2 separate regions of the Mus musculus genome follow, and region 1 is linked to region 2. The links are chromatin contacts, called in public Hi-C maps. All regions are on one chromosome and are shown on one strand. The core of a region is the stretch at or near the end of the contact, and the rest is flanking DNA. Distances in the headings are between cores, read along the strand shown.

What was found. Hi-C and Micro-C count contacts between places; a contact is called where the count stands out from the background.
Region 1: a Hi-C map of cranial neural crest shows a contact between it and region 2, with 4 times the contacts expected there. The contact joins two enhancer-like sites. A contact is called at or near these places in 2 of 484 Hi-C or Micro-C datasets (cranial neural crest and uterus) and 2 of 115 datasets of contacts at active chromatin or transcription factors (astrocytes and embryonic fibroblasts).

What each region holds. Positions count from the first base shown.
Region 1 is chr13:27,029,541-27,035,842 of GRCm38.p6, forward strand. No RefSeq gene overlaps it. Among named protein-coding and RNA genes, the nearest start is that of Prl, 25 kb to the right of the region's middle. Within about 2 kb of position 2,506, at least 43 of the 459 cell types and tissues checked have an H3K27ac peak or open chromatin away from gene starts, as enhancers often do.
Region 2 is chr13:25,928,558-25,934,752 of GRCm38.p6, forward strand. Gm11351 (predicted gene 11351) reads right to left here. Exons shown (of 4, transcript NR_045062.1): 2 at 2,203-2,407. Among named protein-coding and RNA genes, the nearest start is that of Gm11351, 35 kb to the right of the region's middle. Within about 2 kb of position 4,449, at least 52 of the 459 cell types and tissues checked have an H3K27ac peak or open chromatin away from gene starts, as enhancers often do.

The sequences.
Region 1 (6,302 bases), core at 1,256-3,755, 1.1 Mb after region 2:
AAGGGAAGGGTAGGGAAGGGAAGGGAAGGGTAGGGAAGGGAAGGGTAGGGTAGGGTAGGGTAGCAAGCACAACAGAGAAAAAGCATGTTGGAAAGTTATCTCCAGCAAAACAAAAGGGCAGCAGCTTGAGCTGCTTGGACCCATGATTGAACTTCTAGTCAGATGTTTTGCTTCTCCTAGAAACCCCTTCCTCAAAATCCCTCTTCAAGCCAAGGCTGATCCTTGGCAATTGATCAGAACTTATCCTCAGATTTAAGGATAATAATCACCTGTATATGGTTTATTTGCTATTACACATTAAGAAAAAATGAAAACAACCCATCAGTTTCAACAAGTTAGAATTGCACTTATGTTAAAATTGAAAAGTACTTTTATGTCACTTGACCATTTGTTCAATTAACAGAAAAGTCTAAACTACCAGGAAAAAAAGTATGAGGACCATAATGATCAGATGTGGGAATTAAACAACAGTAGCAGCAGCAGCAGCAGCAGCAAATTAACACCAGCATGAGTCAAAGATTAACCTAAAGTCCTGGGCATCAGTCAGTATGATTAAAAGCAACCTTTTCTGTCCCACGAGGTAAAAAAAACAGTAGAGAAGAAAGCAGTCTAAGTCATCCTGCTCCTGCCCATGGTCACATAGTCAGTAGTGTAAGATAAGAAGGAGCCTTTCCGGGGACGGGATCGCATTTTGTTGGTAGTTACACCCTACTTTACAATCTGCATTTGGAAAAATTGTCTGAAAGGAAACTCACAGTAAGTTGATGAAAATTTTGATGCCTATTTGGGGTTTAAGATGGAACATGCTCCAACAAGATGTAACTGCATGCGACTCAGGCCCATGGTGCTCTAGACAAATGGCTGAGTATATTGTATCTGGTAAATCCACAGTCTCCCTGGTTTCTAAACAAATGACTGTAGAGAATCATTTATAACCCACAGTTCAAACAGCTTTATCTGTGTCTGTCATGAGAACTTTGACTTATTAAGACTGTCTGGTAAGAGGTTGCAAACATAAACATTCATCAACATCGAGGAGGAAAACACAAACTGTTGCCATGCAAGGAACAATATTGCCTTGCCTAACCTTTAGCAGGAAATCCAGCAGGTAAAGGCAGCATCTAGTGACATATTTCAAGAGTCAGACCCTAACCTTCACTTTTTGAGCTTTAAATCATCATCATGATGGCCACACTACTATAGTGCACTCTTACTGTCTCATAAAAGAGGCACAAAGAAGAAGAAAAAAAAAAAAAAAAAAAAAAAAAACAAGAAGCAAATAGGATAACACATGCATTAAGCATGTGGGAAGTAAGTATTGGTATTAACTATCAAATAGCTACATACAGAAACACACACATGACTCCAAACTCTAGTCATGTTTGCTCTCTGTGTTTAAAGAACATTACCCTGCCTCCCAAAGACGCTATTATTTAAAGTTACAATAAAAGTGCATGTCCTGAGTGAAAGATATCCGTACTCTGTAGCCTCAACAATCATTGTAAGGTAACACACTTCTCAACACAAACTAAGTTTCTGGGACTTAAGTGTAGCCACAGCCACTAATCCACATTAGCTCTGCATCTTTCCTTTGATATTTTCTGTGAATGTGTCACTCCTCTGCTGACATGCAAATAAATTCTGTTCCAAGATGTGACGTGGAAGAGACTTTGCCAATTTAATAACTTAGGAATAGGAAATTATCCCAGGTGCTGCAAATTAATAATCTAGATGCCCTTCCTCTCCTGTCCCCAGGGACCTGTCAAGAGTCAGTAGAGAGACATAGGAGAGCTCAGCTCAGTTGCAAATAAAATTAAGCCCACAAAGCTTATGTTCTCATTTTCTCCATCTTCTTTTGAAATTGAGAACACACACAAGATTTACTTTGAAGTCAGGGATGCCTGAATATGATCTTATTGATTTCCATAGCATGTTTTTGCTCTGCAATGCGGATGTGCATTTTTCAAACATATTAAGCAAGTCTTTGATCTGATTTGTTCCACCAGAACACCCGACGGAGGCTGAAAGCTATTTCTATACATGGGTTTGCTGAGCTCTGTGGAAGCCTGCTCTTGCTTGAGAGAGGTTGGAACCATCCCATCTGAAAGCTCTTTTCAGCCTTTTTCAGCCTAAACATTTTATGCAGAGGGGTTAAAGGTCACCAACTGTCAAAACAAAATCCAAATTGCACAGCAGGGGAAGCTAAGCAGAATGGAAACTCAGAGTTCACTAACTGAGCTAAATAATCCATGGAACAGGCAGTAAAACTGCCCTTAAAAAGTAACAGGCAGGAAAAAAAAAAGTAGCAGGCATATTACTGTGATTCCTATTGAGTTTTACAAAATGCATGGAAACTTTTAAAGGCTAATAACTCAGATATCAATATAGAGATTGAACTGTAATGATCTGGAAAATGCAGTGAGCAACCAACACAAACTTTGCACCATGGTAGCAAACAGGATGTGACCTCCAAGGCACCAGATGCCCTCCTGAGAACATAATGCTTCCCAAACTCTGTAAGGTTTCCACTTTCAAACACAGTTGTTTGTTTGTATTTTCAGGATTGAAGAGAAGGGAACCTGTTTGCATTTGGGCTGCTAACCCCACAACCCTCACTGGCCTTGTTCCTCATACTGGAGACAAGATTCACAGTAGTCAAGTCTCAGTATAATGTCTTCTTCAGGCTCCCCCGTCACTTGATCTGTTTCCAAGCCTTGCCTCGTCATAGCTTTCTGCATTTCTAATTTATTTTTATTTTATTTTGAATGAAACAAAATGCCTCTACTCTTAAATCTAATTTAGCATTTCTCAGAATTAAAAATAAGTAAGGTTTTGCTTGATGAAATAACTTCATGCAACACTTCCTTATTGTAACAAGTAGACATTCCCCACTCAAGACCTGCTCCCCCCATTTCTATGAAGTAGAAGAAGGAAAATACAATGAGAAAGAGTACAGAAACCTAATGGGACACAATGTAAGGCCTGAGGGTGTTAGCTCAGTGTAAATAAACTACATGTTTAGTAATGATGATCTGCACTTGATCACCCAGAATTCTGTGTGTCTGCTTAGAAGCTGAAATCAGGGAGACTTTGAAACCTCATATTGAGGAGAGAGAGCAAAAGTGAGGGCCTTTGATTTTAAGGAAACGAGAGCACCTGAAAAGGGAGGCTAACATGAGCTCACACAGCTTTTGGCTACTGGAGTAGTCCATGTTCTCATATCCATCGCCCTCTCTGTTTGACCTTCAGTTCAAATTCTAATAACTATACCTTCTACCCAGATTCATTATTTCCTACTTTGAACACATCATCCTCACAAGTTTATTGAGAGGACTGAATTCAGAAAAAAAAATCCATGGATGCAGAAGTGCTTTGAAAAATGTGAAGAAACAATAACCTCAAATATGAAAAACAAGTCAGTTACCCAAGTATACACAAGAGAGAACATGAGCTAAAGGAAGGAATATGAAAATGTTAAATATTTAAAATGGTTGACCTGCAGGAAAAATTTTCACTGAAGTATTATTAAAGTTAGGAGAGTTTCAAAAACTCAAAATCAGGGTGAGCCTGAACTTCAAGGAATTTAATAATAAATTCTAATAGTTTCGATGGTTGAGCAATGGAGTGGATTAGTCATTGGAAGGACGAGACTGTGGTCTGACCATGTTAGGAATTTGGAAAATGCAGAATGACCAGGGTCTGCTGTGGTTCACACTTTGAGACTCAGCAAAAGGAGTAAGATTAGGTCAGCCCTGAGGTACTTGCCAGCTGTAAAATGGTGAACTACTTCAAAAAAGAGCTTATGCAAAGTTTTTGTAACTATAACTTAAAGATACACATAACAATATTTTGTGGGTATGGTGATAAATAACATAAGCCCAGGACTCAAAAGACTAATCTGGAAATACCATGAATTCAAACCAATATCCTTTCTAAAACCAGTAGCAGGTGCAATGGTAGTGGAAAATCCAAGAGGTGGGCCAGTTTGGAAACAGCATAAATGTTATTGGTTTTCGAGTTGTGACACAGCTTGAAGTAGCTGCAAAGGAAGCTGTAGATGAGGGTAGAGGCCAGATGTGACTCCATTTTAGGCCCAAAATTGCTTAAGACATTGCAAATTTCCCAAAAACTCCAGCTGTAGCTAATGAATTGGAGCAGGGGAGAGGGGAACAGATTACTCTGGTAGGGCCCAAAAAGATGTGTGAGAAGGTCCATAACTCACAGGACACACTACACACACAGCTAGGTGACAAGACAATAATCAACCCACAGAGAAAGACACAGTAGAGCCTCTGGCTCCAAATGCTGTTCTCATAGAAAAAAAGGAAATCTCAGTCCTACTTGGACTTATCCCTGAAATACAGGTAGCATATGCTGCCATTAAAATAAATTTAAAAAATCATCAGACTTTTAAAAGTAAATATGTAAAAGAAGGAAAATAAACCAATGATCTAATTCCAAATTAAAAGTCCCAGTTCAGAAACAGAAATAATATTAAAAATAAATAAAATTCCAAAACAAAAGATCTTATCCTCAAATCACTAGTTCCATAATAATGAGACAAAATAAACAATTGTTTGAAAGTACTATTGGAAAACAAATTTTAAAAAGTCATTTACTAGCCAGGCATGGTGGCGCACTCCTTGAATCCCAGAACTTGCCAGGCAGAGGCAGGCAGATTTCTGAGTTCCAGGCCAGCCTGGTCTACAAAGTAAGTTCCAGGACAGCCTGTGCTATACAGAGAAACCCTGTCTTGAAAAACAAAACAAAACAAAACAAGAAACAAACAACAACAACAACAACAAAAAACCCAAAAAATCAAAAAACAAAAAAAAAAAGAAAAGAAAAGAAAAAGTCTCATTTACTTATGTTCAAACAATTAAAATAATTCAAAAGAAGACGTGAATAGACACCAAGAAAACTAATACTGGAGGAATACAACAAAGACTACAAAAGATTTATGAGACATTACTTCTATAGACATTGTCTTCCTATATAAATTCACATGCAAAAAGATTTAAGTAGACTTACTTACAGCAATGTACCAATCTAGTAGCCACCACTTACTACCATAAGCTAAGATATAAAAACATGCCAGTGACAGGAGTAGGTAGCTTCTTTTCTGAGTTGTAGGCCAGTAAATTTCTATAGAACCCAAATCATCACATGCTATTGCTATTGCTCTGAGTTACTCTAAAACACTTGTATACAAGTGCCACAGAAAATGACAAAATAAGGCTGGGATGGATCTGGAAACTTAATACCTATGGGATATTTTTCGTAGTGCTTAAAGTGCTGTTCAAACAAGCAGAGGAGAAAAATTATCATCCATCATATCCAGCTACAAACTCTTCAAGGTATAGTAATGACCGCCCTGAAAAGACCTACCTAATGGTTTAATAATGGCATGACCATCTCTTAATAGAAGATATTGATTAAAAGAGACTCACAACTAAGATATAGTAGAATAAAAAACTTCAAAATGTTGAGCCATAAAGGGAACACATATACATATATATCATATACATATACATATACATATATATACACATAGATACATACACACACATGCCTACAGACACACATACACGGAGAGAGAGAGAGAGAGAGAGAGAGAGAGAGAGAGAGAGAGAGACGTAGACATACATACAGACACATAGACTTAGACATAGACGTAGACGTAGACGTAGATGTAGACGTAGATATAGATGTAGACATAGACATAGTCTAGACATAGACAGACAGGGACACCCTAGGCCTCTACCCTGAAGGCTCAGGGATCATTGCAGAAGAGTAAATAGAAAGAATGTGAGACACAGAGGTCCAGCTGTCAATCATCTAAACCTACATAAAAGTTCCAAATGGACATACCATGAACACCTGGGTCTCACTGCAGTCAGATACACACAGACAGATGCATAGGTTATAATGTCCAGCTAGACCTTCTGAATCAACGAGTTCCAGACCCAGTGACATGACCACTCTCATAATATAGGATGGAGATTAATTGAGGAAAAGATTTGGTGTTAACTTCTGGCCCCCATATGTGCATGTGCATGCATACATGATCACATATATGCACAGGCACAAAAATCTAAAAACAAATGCTTTCAGTGGTAAGTTATTACAAACACTGTGACTGTCATACAGAAAAAAGTTAATAACACCCTTGTTAAGACACACTGTGTATGTACTTGCATGTATGTGTTTTAAAGCATATCTAGGTTTTTTTCTTTCCAGAAAATAAAGGGTATGCTTAATTTCTCTCATAATTTCAAAGTTTGTTGTATGACTCTTACATA
Region 2 (6,195 bases), core at 3,199-5,698:
TCTAATATGCAAATTAGGTATTGATTCTCGATGAAGTTCTGAAGCAGAAATGGAAGTTCAGTAAATTCAGGACTGTTCAACATAGTGCACCTAATAAAATATCTTTTATCTGCTCAACACCCGCATAAGACCAAACCATCAAAAGGGCTAATATAAACGATAGAGGAGCTTTCCAGACCTACACCTCATGGAGGAGCTGTTGGCAGTGGATAGACAATTGCAGGTGGATGAAGAACCATTGTTTTCTGTTTCTTTGTTTTGTTTCATTTTTATTATGTTGCCACAAGAAGATTTTCCCTGTTCTGGTGGGTTGTCTTCCACATACACATGTAGGTAGCACTAATTGAACTTAGAGGGTTATACAAGAAAGGACAATTATATATATATATATATATATATATATATATATATATATATATATTTGTATAATATGGGGAGACATGGGGCATTTGAGAAGGGAAATGTGGTAGATATGATTGTATTTCATTGTATAAATACATGAAATTATTCAGAAGAAAGAAAAGTTTATTTTATTTTATTTTATTTTATTTATTTATCATCCGTTTTTTGAGACAGGGTTTCTCTGTGTAGCCCTGTCTGTCCTGGAACTCACTCTGTAGACCAGGCTGGCCTCAAACTCAGAAATCTGCCTGCCTCTGCCTACCAAGTGCTGGAATTCAAGGCATGCGCCACCACTTCTTGTTCTATTATTTTCTTTTCTTTGTTTTTACCTAGATTCTATATTCTTCCAAATGTCAGATTTTGCCTTGAGCAGGAACAAAGAGTAAAAGAAACCACCCCAGTTCTCTTAGAAAATGATTTTGGGTTGAAGGTTTGTTTTTATTTTTCTGTAAAACTGAGATTTAAAATATAAACCTGGCAAATAGGAATTTACAGGGATGCCCAGCAGTGTGTCTAGCTAGTATCAAAGTTTGCTAATGGCTGCTGGTATCCAGACACTAAAACGAGCTATCGTGTTAATCCAGAATCTATGGTTATGAGGGCTGCCACAGCAATAGGCCATGAACTAGGTGACTCAAGTCTCAAAAATTTATTGTTTCAAGGCTCTAAAGATTAGACAGGTCAAGGTGTCAGCAGACAACTGATGTTCCCCCTCTGAGGCTGGGGAGAGAAGGAAATGCCTTGCCTATTCTCCAGCTATCTGCAGAAGTCAGTATTCTCTTCTCTCTACATTGTCTTCTGTTGGCGTCTTTCAAATGAATTCCCACCTCTTTGCTTTTTCCGGTTTATTATTCCATGCCTCATTCTCCTTGAAAGTTTGAGGAAAGCTATGGTGGGCATTCAGTTCCCCTTCCCCCCTTATCTTTTATTAAGAAGACTGCCTTCATGGGAAAAGGTTAAGGAACAGACTCGCTAATATCTACAATCACTCTCTTGAGCAGAAAATCATCGAAAATGAAATCAAAATTATTTTGTCTACATTCCATTAGCTAATGTGTGTGTGTGTGTGTGTGTGTGTGTGTGTGTGTCTGTCTGTCTGTGTGTGTCTGTGTGTGTCTAGTGTGTAGACTTGTTTTTGCTTGTGTGCATGTGTGGAGACCTGAAGAGAGTCTTGTGTATCAACTCTAAGATGCCATCTTTTTATTTACTTAATTTTAGATGTGGTTCCTCACTGGTCTCAAATGCATTCCTTTGGGTAGGCCAATAATCCTGAAGGCTCTCCTGTCTCTGGCTTCCCTGTGCTTGGATTGCATGTATACAATACCATGCTTATCCACTCTCTTTCTTTTACCTTTCTTTCTTTCTTTTTCTTTTTTCTTTTTACCATGTGATCCAGCGTCAAACTCAGATAGTCATTCTTGCACGGCAAATACTTACTGACTAATTATCTTTACAGGCCCCGTAGCCTCAGCATCTTTCCTTAAGTTTATACCAGCATCCCATTCTCTCTCTACCTGGATTCAAGGGTAGGCCTGGTGAAGAACACAAGACTTGCTGGCCAGGATGGGGACTCAATGCTCTCTTTTGATTCATACCCTTGTCTTTCACTCTGATTTACTTCCAGTGAGTGCAGTGATTTACCTTTTGGGGGATTTTTTTCACTTTGTTCTTCATAAGCCCTTTGTTGGCTTTCTAGAAGTTATTGCCACTGAATTAGATTTTAATGGAGTTAATATATCAGTATGTTATTTAGCAGTTTAGCCCGCGATTAATCCTAGAGAAGTTGGGTGAATGCCTTACCAGGAGGCTGTGTGTTCTCCAATGGCTGCATTACTCATGCGGGATACAGAAGGACAAATCTAGAGCAGCAGGATAAATGAGGCCAGGTGACTGGGGAGGCAGGGCTCCAGAGTTTAGTGGCTTAGAAGGAAGGGCACCATTTTTCTCGGAGGTGAGGGTCAGTTTTCCATCCTAGGGTCTTTGATGAGGAAAGCAGACATTAATCCTACAGAAAATAAGATGAAAATGTTACTCACCTCTGAACCAGGCTTAATGATGAATCAATAGATTTGCCTTCAGATTTCCAGTTTCAGTGCCCTGAATCTAAACAATGGGCAGGTCTCTGGCTTATGTGCACCTAAGACTTACAGTTAAATTAGTTTTTTTTTCTCCCATTTTCTTACCAAATGTGAAGCAATGTAATCTCTATAACATACTCATTAGTAAGATCCAGAGCCATTAAATCCAATCCTCGGTTTTCACCCATGCTATCAAATACACATTAACCCCTCTTGCTTTTTCACTTTTCAGAGAATGGAAATAACAGTAGAAAATTCATCTGAATTTTGCTCACAAACACAGAGAGCTACAATGTTCTGAGGAATCTACAGATAATAATGAACATTTTTTGTCTTCCTGACTTCTCATGTGTATTCTGTGTGCATATGCACACATGCATGTGTGCACGCACGCACATACACACACACACACACACACACACACACACACAGAGAGAGAGAGAGAGAGAGAGAGAGAGAGAGAAAGAGAGGTGTACAGGTGTATTCAACTGTGTGGAGGCTCCAGAGTTAATATCTGACGTCTTCCTCACTCTCCTTTGCATTCACTGAGTGGGTCTCTTGTTGAGCCCAGAGCTTACAGATTGTGCTGCTTGGTTACCTAGATGGTCTCTAGCACTCTGACTCCACCTCCCCTCCAACCCCCCAGATTGCTGGGAATCTAAGTGTCATCCTGCCTGCCTGCCTTTCAAGTGTGTTTGAGGATCCAACTCTGCTTTCCATACCTGCTTTTTATGGTAGGCACTTTGGCCACTAAGCCATGTCCTTGGCTGTCATGTATACTTTTCCATCTACAGGTTCCCTAAAATGTTGGAGCTCCTGCCCTTCTTACTGTGATGTCATCACTTTCTTTTCCACCATGGATATAGTAAGTGGCACATTTGTCCTATAATGGTACCTTTGTGAGACAGACAGAGCTAATTTTTCATTCTAGATACCTGAAGCTACAGGCTACATTGAAAACAGGGAAAAAAAAAAAAGCCAGCAGTTCTAGGTTATGCTGACACAGGTAATGACTTAAAATTCCTCTGAGCTTAGATTTTTTTTTTTGTGCTTATGAGTCTCTAAATTAGCTTTCATTATCTCAGCAGGTCTCTGCCTTTTGAGTTTTGAAGCCATCGTTTATGAATATAGCCAGAGCACTGAAGTTGTTTGCTTTTAAGGTAACAAACCCCTGCTGGATGGGAAGGTGTGAGGTATTAGGGTTAGTGAGAATTGCAGTCAGTGGATATAGCATTGCTCTGAGGTGAATTAAAGAAGTCGAGCTTGATTTGATTTCAGCTGCAGTGTCTTTAGCCGGTACCAGAATGAATCCATGCCAGAACTGGCAGGGACTTTGAAGTGAGAGAATCCCTGTGGATTTTGTATAATCGCACCACACGAAGGAGGGAATATATGAAACACCTGTGAGATGCCACCCTGCCTCTGGTCCTGTGAAGAGGTTTAATGTTTAGACTCTCACACAGTGAGTCTCAGCCTAGTGGAATTTCTATCAGCAACAGAGAAAGTAGGCTCATGAGCAGCAAATACTATTTGCATCACTTAGAACCACAGACTTGAAAAGGACTAAGAAGTCATCAAAACTGCCTGCCCTGCTCTTGGAAAGAAGGCCTTCCTTGCAGAAGGCAGAGGACACTTGGCTATCTGGACCCAATTCAAAGGTTACAGGCATCTGCATAAATCATTACCCCTGCTTACCAACATCTGCAGCTAGTACACAAATTCTCAGAAATAACATGCCTTTAGACCTGGCTGGGGTTCTTCCAGTTTTTGCTGGAAGAAATAGGGTGCTTCATATTGTTCAGCCATATACTCAAAGCTCTATGGCAAAAGAGTTCATTACATGGTGAAAGACACTAGCTTGGAGAGTATTTCTTGGAGGAAGTGCTCTCATCCCTGACTCTATCCTCTGCAAACTCGAATTGTATTGTCTCAAAGACACTCTCATCCCCTCTGGACAGCCAGTCTGCACACTAGATGGCAGTAATAGCCCAGTTTCAGAGTCCCTTTTTGTCTTCCCCTCCCCCTTTCTCTTCTGGCATAATCTTTTCTTGTCCATAGCAATAGAGAATAAAAGATGCAAATAAAATCCCTTTATTTTGTACAAGGCTCATTCAGAAAAGCTGATATACAATTAAAATGATCAGGAAATAAATATTTTAAACAATATTGAAAACTTCAGGCATGGTGGGTTTTTCTTGGTGGTAGAGGAAGGTCTCTGATTCATTTCTTTGTTTGTTATTCTTTTTCAGGCATAGTTTAATTACCAAAAGAGGCTTGTTGAGGCCCAAGGTCTAAGCTTAAATGAGATGATAAAAATGTATTTTGGAGATTTTGGAGGGAGTAGGAGGCAGGAGGAATCCAGCCAGGCCAGTTTTTTTTTTCTCAAATCCCGTGCTTTGCTAGCAGATTGACTCTGTGCTTTATACAACATTAATCTGGATTTCCTAGACATTCAACAGTCAGATGCATGCTCAGAGCCGCATTAAGTATTGCTCATTAACAGTAAGTAAGATACTGGAAACAGAACTATAAACCAAACGAAAGTCTCCTGACATGAGTAGGCCCCTTTGGACTGTTTGTGTAAAATTTAAATCTGTATTGGTGAGCTAGAAAGAGACAGATTCTGTGTCCGTGAAATGTTCTCAGGCCTCTAGAATGTCCTATCTGAGGTCTACTTGCAAAAGAAGGCTCCACTCTTACTGGTGATAATTCATGCTGTTACCAAAGCAGTAAAAACACAAAATGCATATACTGAAACAAATGTGTCACTCTTAAATTGAATGTTGCAGCCACGGCCTTTCCCTACTCCTAAGCACAGCTCCAGCTTCCTGTTGGAATGCACAGGCCCACACTATGCTCCCATTTCCAGCAAATTCTGCAATCATCTCTTAAAGGTTGCCACAGAGAAAACCTAAGCAGCATCCTAAAGAACAACTCAAAGCCACGGGCAGATATGAATTTTTTACTTGGCCCACATGTGAAAATGATTAATGCATTATTTATAGATACTGCCTTTCCAGGGAGCTCAAGGTCATCTGTGGACTCCCAGACAAAGGGTCAAGTCTTGAGAAGCTGGCCTAATAATCGGTGCTGACAGTTTCTTGGACATATTGCAGTGCTTTAAGTAGATGTATTTTCCTACTTGGAAAGAACTGTGAAACCTTTTTTTTTCTTTTTATTCCTTTTAAATTAGTTAGCTACTCACTTATCTGACTTGATTACAACTCATTAACTTTGATCAGAAGGAGGGCATGGGCAGGAGTGTTGCTATGGCCACCTTCTGTCTTCCTCGAGCCTCTGCATCATTCTACTCTGAGAAACATTACAACTAGCCTTTCCATGTAACAAATGTACCTCACTTGCCTTATCCTGTGTCATTGATGCTTCCAGACCTTCTAGGGCTCAGAAAAGAAAACTCAGCGGTAGCACTGTGAAGCAAAGACCAGACTTTTAGATCATTCATTCAAGAACACAAATGGGAAATCAATTCAATATATGATATTATACTTACCTACAGCAGACAGGAACCAATATAGATGACAACTTAAAGGCATGGGATTTGGTATAATATCATATATTGAATTGAAGGACAATCTTTGAAATGATATGTATAACTTTATCATATAGAGAATATGGACCAGTTTTACCGAACAATCATGGGGCATACTATTGAGGTGCCAATTTCTAGTATTTAATGGGTAATGCAATGTGAAAG